Linked DNA regions of Triticum aestivum: region 1 is linked to region 2. Evidence: chromatin contacts called from public Hi-C data. All regions are on one chromosome and are shown on one strand. Each heading gives the region's core, a stretch centred on a gene start, on an enhancer-like site or on the middle of the called end of the contact. The rest is flanking DNA. Distances are from core to core; before and after follow the strand shown.

Region 1 (5,008 bases), core at 450-2,949, 680 kb after region 2:
GCCCCATCAGACATGGTGTCTGATGGGTGGCGCAAATGACAGTCCGTTTTGCGCGAGCGATTCGGTCCTGAAGATGGCCTCGAATCAAAAAAATGTTCAACATGGAAGTTGTTCGTCTCGTTGAAAAGGTTAAATTTGCTTCTTACAAGATTTTGATCTGAGGTTGTTCACTACCCCAAAAATGAACCACAAAGTGCAGTCAATTTTTAGACCGAACAGTTTTGGAAAGTTCAGATTAAGCAGTCCGAATGGAACCCAAATTAGGGTTTTGGACGTGAATTATAACTTTTCCTTGCATGGGAAGTCCAGCCGCCTCTTATATACATGAGGGGTGACCCGATTGAAACACAACACACAATCGTAAAACCCATCTACAAAGTTTCATCTCCTACCCTAGTTTTCTGCTTCTCGTTCATCGGAGTTATTCACTTCGAAGAGCTTCGATCTACGAAGTCATAGGGGCGGGCGAATCGACCTAGGGCAGCCCATCACCGCCGTGCGTCCAGACAGGGTCTCTCCCGGTCGCGTGGGGTTTCGGATCTTCAAAAGAGCTCGCCGGATTGTCTTGCGTATCGCGCTTCCGGTGAGCCTCCTTCGGCGACGTGTCTTGCGTATCGCGCTCGACGCCGAGGGTACGGTGACGTGTTCGTGTGCGAACAGCAACCAGCGAAATGGAGTGATCCGTGCATTCAACAGGGGTTCGATTAGTGGGCGGAAGACTGGTAGGTAAGGAGGTCCCGGACGTACGAGATCTATGGTCCCTGTGAAAACGCTTGACCCCAGAGAAGAAGTGCGGTAGTACAAGGCAACTGCACCTCCTCGCGTCCGCACATGGCCGGCCGATGCCGTTACGTACGGAGCAGCATGGGGGCATCTCCATGCGTGGTGGGACATCATCATTCATTCATCAATCGCTTCGGCCATCACCACATGAAAACAAAGAAGAGTTTGGCGGTTCAGGCGCTGCGCGTCCACGGCGTCCGCAACCGCGCCGAACAATATCTCCGTCGGCCCAGCCCCCCGCCACGGCGTCTCTCTCTGTCTTTCTTCAGGTTTCGTGCAGCAATTGGGCGTCGGCACAGCGCCTGTCACGCGACGACGAGGACACGAGCTGCCGAACGAGCGAGTCCGCGTGAGTGTGTTGGGTCGGAAAAGAAGAGCGAGCGGGTGTTCTATTTACAGAAGATCACAGGATGAATGAGCGCCAGGTAGGTAACGCCGGCTGCATATTTTATGGCCGGCGGCCGGCTGACTGACGCGGATGCGCGACCCTTGTTGGCGAGCCGTCGGCGGCACCTCCAATTTGGAATGTATTCAGGCATTTTCTATGTGCTGTGCTGACTGACCACACGGGCCATCCGACCAATTATGCGTTTCGTAGCAGCAGCGGTTTGCGAGAGGGCTTGCTCACGCTGTTTCTTCTGACTCCAGCACAAAACCACAAGTGGTAGTTGCGCCTCTGAAAACTCCAAGCTATGGACGTAAGCTGTTCCGGCTCAAAAAACAGAGATAAAAGACCCACGAAACCAGGGTCAAAACATGGCCTGCCACTGGGTTGGTAAATATGAACACACATTTCCACCGCAAAAGGCGAGCGATCAAGCAGATAGAATCAGCGTCCCTGTCACGTCCCAGTAAGCAACAGCTATAAACAACAGCAACACGAGGAGCTCGTCAGCTCTGGAGACCGGAGGACGCAGGCCAACAGCGTCAAACTGTGCTGCGTCCACGGAACTTCGCCATCCCGATCCGTTAGGCGGGTCGTACTCCGACGCTAAATCAATGTAGCGCCCATGCTCACGGGACCAAATTTCTTCTTAGAAAACACACAGCGCCAATCATCTTTCGAGGAACAGGCGGCAACTCAGACACGGGTCACTCGGCCAGCTAGCCAAGACAGCGACCCGAGATTATGATAGCTGTGCGACGTACCGCCGGTCTGGAGCTTGTCCTCGGAGCCGAAACCTATCACCAGCATTGCACGAACCCTTGCTGCCAAGGTTCGGCTGGCATTCCTGATCTTTGGTTCATGTGTTGCATCAGGAACCAGTAGTCGAGACAGCCTATGTCGATCGGCCACAAAGGGGGGCCCACTAGTTATGACAGCCAGACAGCTTAATGTTGAATGAATTCTTGAGTGCAACCATGGTATACCACACTGGCATGCATTGGTTCACGATTGCTGTGTTAGTGATCATGACCACACCGCAGCTATTGCAGTGACCCAGTCACTGGGAGCAGCAGCTTCCATATGGGTTACATCAGGTAAACACTCCCTCTGTAAACTAATATAAGAAATTTTAGATCAGTGATTTAAAAACGTCTTATATTAGTTTACATAGGTCGTAGTAAGTGTTAAATGGTGTGAGTGCCTGAGCTACAAAACGGTAGAAACGGACCAACTGGAGCAGGAGAAACCGGGAAACATTTTGGCGAAACAAGTCACGCTAGATCATAAAACGGAACAAGGGGGATTTGGACTCCAAACATCAAGTAAAAAAAGACATGGTTTGGCTATCCAACATTCCCCTATAACCTCGCAAAGCCAAGCCGGCATTACCATATTACCACCCTAACATACATCCTGTACACAGCTACAACTCGACACCACACATAACTGAGCAGCAATCCATGTCCTCTCCTAAGATAACCTGGATGCTCCTCCCAACTGATGTTAGTGACCAGCCATCTAAACTTCCATCACTCGCAGTCGCAGACCACATATGTATATTCACAGAACCGAGCCAAAAGCCGGCCGTTATTTACACATGATCATCGCGCCCCATCCGTATAGGGCTGCTCTGTTCTCGACGCCCGAATCAAGAACAGAGACGACGAGGTGAAAGACAAACCAAGCATACTTTCTGCATTTCACCATATCAGTGCTGCATTTACCTAGCCAAGCTCGTGACTGCGTCGCATGACCAAAGAGTCACCGAGCCATACTCGTAGCTGCGCCGCCTGGTCCGGCTCGGCAGCCACCGCCCCCTTGTCGCTGTTCACGCAAGTAACCTAGCAAAGTCTCGGCCTGCAAATCACACAACTGAACATATAAGTGGCTTGGAACTCAGGAACGATTTTCAGCTTGAGCTAAATTAAATACAAGGCAGGCATGGAGTGAGATCCCTCTTTTTGTCAGACTAGTTCATGACAAAGTAGACAGACTCTAGTGGCAAAGTTTAAGTTTCAGTGGGAGATTTCAGTGGGAAATCTCAAGCACATGGTTTCGCACGGAATTTTAAGTTTCCTCGTTTTCTAGTGACACCGAGCATCGTTTACGAGCAAAAGAACTGTAGTTTTGACCTGGAGGCCTCTCTGAGCTGTAGGGGAGAGCGCACTCATCCTCCTGTACTTCCAAGGTTTAGCAGATCTTGGACTGTGGACTGTACTTAAGAAGTGTGAAATTAAACAAGTGCATATCTCGACCAAGAGAACTGAATCTACAAGTCAACACCTGCTTGATCAGTACTAACATGACGAATTACGCGTTGATTTGGGTCTTTTTGAAGACCAGGTAGAAGAAATCTACCAAAACTCAAGTACACGCACGCTGTCATTCTACCGGTCCAGAGTTAATATACTTTTCAGTACCGTCAATCGGACTTCAATCAAACTCTAACTGACGAATTCGTTGCGCACTGTTCAGTACAATGACAGTCGCATCAAAAGCTCAAACCTTAGACTGACAAGTTAAACATTGATAATCGCCAATTGTTATGACTAGAATAAAATTAAGCAAATCACATACAATTTTAGCATAAGATTTGCAAGGGGATTAGAACGTATATACCTTGTGCTTGGCACGAGCAGAGCCGGACTGTGAGAGCGCAACAAGTGGTGGGATGGCCCCTTCTCGAACGAGGAGCGCACGGTTGCTGGAGCACTCGGAGCACAGCTGCAGCAGAGCCACCACGGCGAACTCCTTCTCCCTCGCAGGGCCGTCCTCGATGGTCTCTACCAGTGCAGGTATCCCACCGGCTTCCACCACAGCGTCGCGGCCCTCGGCTATGCTGGCGAGGCTGGCAAGGACCACCATTGCCTTCTCCGACGTCCCGGTGCCGCGCTCGCCGATGAGGTGCACGAGCGGCACGACGGCTCCAGCGCTGACGGCACGCTCCTTGTTCCGGCGCGCCGAGCAGAGACGGTAGAGCGTGGTGAGCGCGTCCTTCTTTCCCCGGGTGGAGCCCGCGGAGAGCAGCGCGACGAGCGGCGCGACGGCGCCACACGCGCCGATGGTGGCACGGTTCTCCTCGATGCCCGACAAGCTGAGCAGCGCGCACGCGGCATTCTGCTTGGCGGAGGCTGTGCCGGTCCGCAGCGCGTAGACGAGCGGCTTGATGGCGCCAGCCGCCGTGATGGCCGAACGGTTCCGCTCCTCCAGGGACAGGTTGAGCAGCGCCGTCACCGCGTTCTCCTGCGCCACCGGGTCGGTGCTCCGCAGCAGCGGCACCAGCGCCGGGATCGCCCCGGACACGCCGACCAGCTCGCGGATGTCGGAACGGTGCTTGGCCAGCAGCCTTATCCTGGCCGCCGCCGTGCGCCGCGCATCGGGGGCGGCGTCGGGCCCCAGCGCCTGCACGCACGCCAGCACGAACGGCTCCACGCGGTCCAGCGGCGCCGCGTCGGCCGACAGATCCATGGACTCGAGATCATTCAGATCCACGGCGGCGAGGTCCGGCGCGTCGGATCTGGGCGTGGCGGCCGCGGCGGCCAGCCGCTCGAGCTCCCCGGAGATGTCGGAGTTGAAGCTGGAGTAGTCGGAGAAGTCGCGGGACAGCTCGAGCATCTCCGTGGCCGCCGCGTTGGCGGAGGAGGACTTGGCGACGGCCGCCGGGTGCGCGGGGCCCGCGGTGGCCGCCAGCTCGCTGAGGCGGAAGTCGATGACGGAGTCGGTGAGGTTCTCAATGTCCGAGTCCCCCTCGTCGGCGGCGCGCAGGCGCGAGCTGGGCCCCGGGGGCGAGTCCGGGTGCAGCAGCGCGGAGCGGATGGTGCGCATGGAGTGGCCCGG
Region 2 (5,052 bases), core at 1,544-4,043:
CCGCTGTGTAACTTTATTTACTTAGGACTTACCCAGAAATTAAGGTGTCCAAAAGATCTTTATTTGCCTCAAGGTATTCCGACGCAAGTATCCTTGAGTTGACTTGCTGTCGTTGCAAATTTGCAACAACTTGAGTAGAATCTTTCCTTGTCTGCAACAATCCAAAGTGCAAATAAATGTTATCTATGAGATTGAGACATCCAAATAATAACGCTAAGGTATCAATTGAATAAAATATTTATATAGTCTTGTCACGATCTACAAATACAAAACAAGTTAAATACCTCCAGGTTTACTTTCGGAACACACATAATTAATAATCGTAAAGTGTTCTCTCTGAAGAATTCTTGGGTCAATTGCACGCAAGCTTCAGTGACAGGCTCATGTTCGCCGTTGCCATACAGAATGCACTTCAAATCCCTTATATTTTTGCTTAATTCTGCCATCTGCGTAAACATAATGTAAGCTGCAGTTAGTATACAGGAACATATCATTTGAGTCGAGAAGTATTATTGTCAGAACAATTTGAGAAAAAGACCAAAATTCCGCGCTAATGCATAAAATCAGAGCAATCAAATGGCCATGTGCCAACACCATATTCAAAATAGTATCTTTAAAAGGCTATCACTAATATTACTCTAAGAAGACATTCATTGCTCAAGTATAGATTTTTATGCTGAGTTGCCATATGCGGCTTCGCAGGCCACATATAGCAATCTGTAATGCAGAGCATAATAAACAAGTTCAGACATAGTTCAGGGTCGTTACGCCTTTGCAATTATTCCACCGTGATGCTGACCCGAAGGAGAGTTACTTAAGTTCAGATAGTTTAGTTATTGCAGATCAATAATTTCATAGTTTGCCCTAATATGTGCACACGGTCAGCAACTCACTAGAGAAGTCTCACGGGCATGGGGTCATGTATGTTGGGCTGCACGGTTTCGCAGCAATTGGGCTCAAGAGCTAGCTTGCAAACCAATGTACATCAGCTACAACAGCATAGAAGGGAAGCTGTGTGGAGGGAGACAGTTGATGAAACAGAACTGGCTCTAGCCTGTCTCCATGACTTCTTTCTGACCTCCGATCTATGTGCCACCACTGATCCCACTTTCACTATCCAAGTATAATCTTAATTGTATGATCGCTGTGCAGCCCCTCATTTCCTAGATCCCTCCCCCTTTGCTGTTGGGATGTGGCGCCTATGGAATGCCCACGACACCGTGTGGAGGTTCCTTGTACCATGTCATGCAGAGAGCTGCTGCCATGTCAATCTTTGTAGTCACCAGAGCCTCCGACCACTCTGCTCGCCCTGCTCTGCTGAGTGGCATGACCACTACATGACCCATAATTTAGCGGAAAAGCCAACTGGCGACCGTTCGCCAGGAGAGCATGGCATCTCAAACATTTTTCGTGGCAGTTTTAGTTGTATCGAGGGTGGCAGTTTCTTCAGAACAACATGGCATTTTCTGGGAGGATAGCAGTTTTGAGCCTTCATTCCAGAAAATGCCCTGCTGTTCTTAAGAAACTGCCAAGCCGGACCAACTAAAAATGTCGTCAAAATGTTCGCAAATGCCACCCCTCCAAGCGAACGGTCGCCAGATAAGAGGGTCCAAATTTAGAAGCTTGGCGTTCACTCTAGCTGCACAATCCTGCTTCCTACGTTGGATGTATGCTAACAAAAAGCGTACATCGAATTATGAATTTATGATGGCAAGCAAGCCATTGATAATCTATCACATGCCCATCTGCAACATTATCGTAATTGACTTAAAGCTCATATACCAAAATTGTAAGCATACATTGAATTTATGGATGACGAGTAAACCGCCTACCATCTATCACATGTCCCATCTAAAATATTATCGTAATTGACTAGCAGCTCATATACCAAAATTGTAAGCATACATTGAATTTGTGAATGACGAGTAAACGCCTACCATCTATCACATGGCCCATCTGCAACATTATCATAATTAAGTAACTTAGTTATGCTCAGATACCAAAAAACGTATCTTCCTGCAGCCCCTTTTTATATGCTACAGTCATGTAATCATCATAGATTACAATGAAGTAAGCTAGTTAATTCCTACAACGGCCTAAATAGCAGCAAATTGAGCAGCGACGAATAATACATAGCGCTCACGCAAGCAGCAACGTTCTACCCGCTGTAACGCTCATAGAAATAAGAGTGCGGAGGCACAAATCAGGCCAAACCAAGCAAGGGATAAAACGTTTCCACTCTCATGCGCGATCCGAGCCAAATCGGTGGGCAGGGACGGGGGATCGAAACAGGGAGGCCGGCCGGATTCGATCTCACCTTCTCCTCCTCTCGCTTGGGGTCGGCGCCGCGTGAGCCAGCGTGGAGGTCGACGTAGATGAGGAGCTCGCGCGTCTGCCGCACGACGTCGGCCGGCGTCCGCGGCTTCGACTTGAAGAGGCCCTTCATCTTGGCGCCGTCGTCCGATGCCGATGCGGCGGTCGCGCGCGGCGGCGAGGGCAAGGGCGAGGCCGCGGGCCTTCTACGCCCGGCCGACCCGAACGAGAAGCAGCCGCGGAACAGCGCCACGACTACCTCGCGATGCCCCTCCTAGGGCGCCCGCCTCCTCCTCCGCTAGGGTACGGACACGATCCGATGGGACGCGGCGGGGAGGCTAGGTTCTGCCGTCGAGAGGATGCCGGGCTCGCGATGGACTCGTCGCGCGGGGCGGTGTTGGCCAGGAGGGCCGAGATCGGAGATCCCTCTATGGCTCTATCCACCGGGTACGGGCGATGCGGGGGGGTCGGTTGGGGCCCGGGGGGCGGTGGTTTGTTTCTCGACGCTTCTTTGCCCCGTCCGCTCCTCGCTGCCTCGTTTTCTCCTCCGCTTTTTTCTCTTCCGGGCCTGCAGAAAATTGGGTGATCAACTTTGGACTCCGTGATCTTGCCGAACTTTTCGCCTAGGTGAGCCGCACGCGGTATGCTTTAAAATCCAATCCAAAACTTCTTTTCAAATCATACGAACGTATTTGAATCGAGTCTATACCAGCCTTCATCAAATTTGATAATGCAATAATTCTGATGGCATGTGTACATTTCACATCACTATAGCCCTTTTTTCCTCCCTGCACGGGTGAACCCCGCATGGACCCCATGAAATTTGATGAGTAACGTCGTCTACATTGCTACACCATAGGAGCAACTCACAGCGGATGAAAATAAATCGTCCTTAAACATCAGAAAAAGGTTGAAGCAAAGAAGTCTGTACAAATGAAGTGCAGAGTGCTAACTACTTAACGCACTCGTCATTCAACACGCCTAGAAGATACATAAGATACATGTTCCCAATTCATACACCAAAAATTGTCTGGTATTTATGTCACGGTATCATTTTTACGAGATAAAACTAGTCTAACCGCCAGTTGCAAGGGAACAAATTTTGTCTAACCGCCAGGCAATTTTATGTCACGATACAACATTTGTGTCTTTTACTCTATGGTAGTACAATTGCACATTATACGGTAAATTTGCCTTTTAACACGACTCCTTCAAAAGCATGCCATAATTTTTGGTACATGGTTGTGTAGAGAATATAAATCTCTTTGGTCACTAATTCATGTCAGTGTGGTTACAATTTTTTGTTTTGTTTGATTGTTCGGCATCAAGACAGTTGTCGAGTGATGCAAACTATGGTACTTTTCTTCGGTCCATGCACACCAATTGAGGCAAGATTGGAGGCATGTGTTGCTTTGAATATCATGTTTGGAGAAATCACAGATAAGTACATTGCGGTCAACATCTAGTGGGAAAAGGTAATAAGAAGACTTAATGGATGGAAGGAAAAGATTTTGTCTTTTGAGAAAAAGAGGCAAGTTCTATTAAAATGTGCAAGCAATACCATCTTATGCAATGTCACACTTCAAGATAGCTAAACATATTTGCAATGGGATAACATCAGTTGTGTCCCCGTGCTGGTGGTGAGATGAAGATAGGCAAAAGGATATGCATTGTTTCAGTATGTATCCCATATAAGCGAATATGGGATTCCGAGATGTTCATTATTTCAGTCTGTCAATATTATCTAGACAATGTTGGCGACTATTGGGAGTACCCAATTCTTAGTGTTCCATTTTAAGACCCAAGTATTTTTGTTTTGGTTGGTTTTCTCAATAATGAGTAAACTTGGGTGCTTCTATATGTGGCACAGTCTTTGGGTAGGCATATAGATGAATACACGAGGACATGTTTGGCATGTAGGTGATGGAACACACGTGGACATTTGGAATGATTCATGGGTGCCAACCCGACAAGGAAAGTGTTGATGACAAGAGAAAAGATTGTTCTCACTAAGGTTATAGAGCTAACCCATGAAAAAAGGGAGCGGGGTTAGGAGCTCATCCAGGACATCTGTTGGTCCATCCATGCACAACATATTTAGAATAGAGTTAAATACACTGAAGGTCCTAGAAGTTTCTAGGCAGTGTCACTTTAGTCCTACTTCTTTCAAAATGAACCTCTAGGTCATAATTCTATAGTAAGTGGTTCACCTGAGGTCCTTTTTTGCATTAACGCTCACTGACATGCTCACGTGGCGTGTTGATCCATGCCACGTCGACTAAGGGGTCGTTGTGGTTGCTCTTTTCTACAGAAAGCCCTTTGAAAACCCCATCTTCACATTCCCCAGTCCCTATTGAATTCCTCTCTCTCTCTCTTGTGACCAGACCAAATCATCGCCATGGCTGGGACAACAAGCTCCTGGGGGGAAGCAGGTGAGGAAGAGGAGCATCGCAACATCATTGTCGGTGCTGCCTCTGTCGCCTCCTCTGCAAGATCCTCCTTCGTCGGGGTATGTTGCCGCTAGTGGTGTGTTCTTTCTGCAAGATTCATACCACCATTAGGCTTTAGTCGAAATCAAGTGCAAACCATGGACTGGTGTTCTACAAGTGACCCAATCATCGCGTAAGAATCAAGAGTTTGACAATGTTAAGTTTTTCCAATTTCGTCCATTCCGTCTCATTTCTTATTTGTTCAACTTCGTTCGGATAGGACCGACTCCAAGCCAGCAGAGTACGTAGA

The links. Hi-C and Micro-C count contacts between places; a contact is called where the count stands out from the background.
Region 1: a Hi-C map of leaf shows a contact between it and region 2, with 4 times the contacts expected there. The contact joins the enhancer-like site here to the promoter of LOC123044400 in region 2. A contact is called at or near these places in 3 of 5 Hi-C or Micro-C datasets (all in leaf).

The regions. Positions count from the first base shown.
Region 1 is chr2B:210,237,137-210,242,144 of IWGSC CS RefSeq v2.1, forward strand. LOC123044402 (U-box domain-containing protein 4) reads right to left here. Exons shown (of 2, transcript XM_044467133.1): 1 at 3,791-5,008; 2 at 2,456-3,028. The coding sequence ends at 2,933. Among protein-coding and RNA genes, the nearest start is that of LOC123044402, 2.8 kb to the right of the region's middle. Within about 2 kb of position 1,700, at least 5 of the 8 cell types and tissues checked have an H3K27ac peak or open chromatin away from gene starts, as enhancers often do. A contact at or near this core is called in leaf, where this site is marked.
Region 2 is chr2B:209,557,904-209,562,955 of IWGSC CS RefSeq v2.1, forward strand. LOC123044400 (putative MO25-like protein At5g47540) reads right to left here and starts at 2,794. Exons shown (of 11, transcript XM_044467131.1): 1 at 2,318-2,794; 2 at 285-446; 3 at 33-151. The coding sequence starts at 2,446.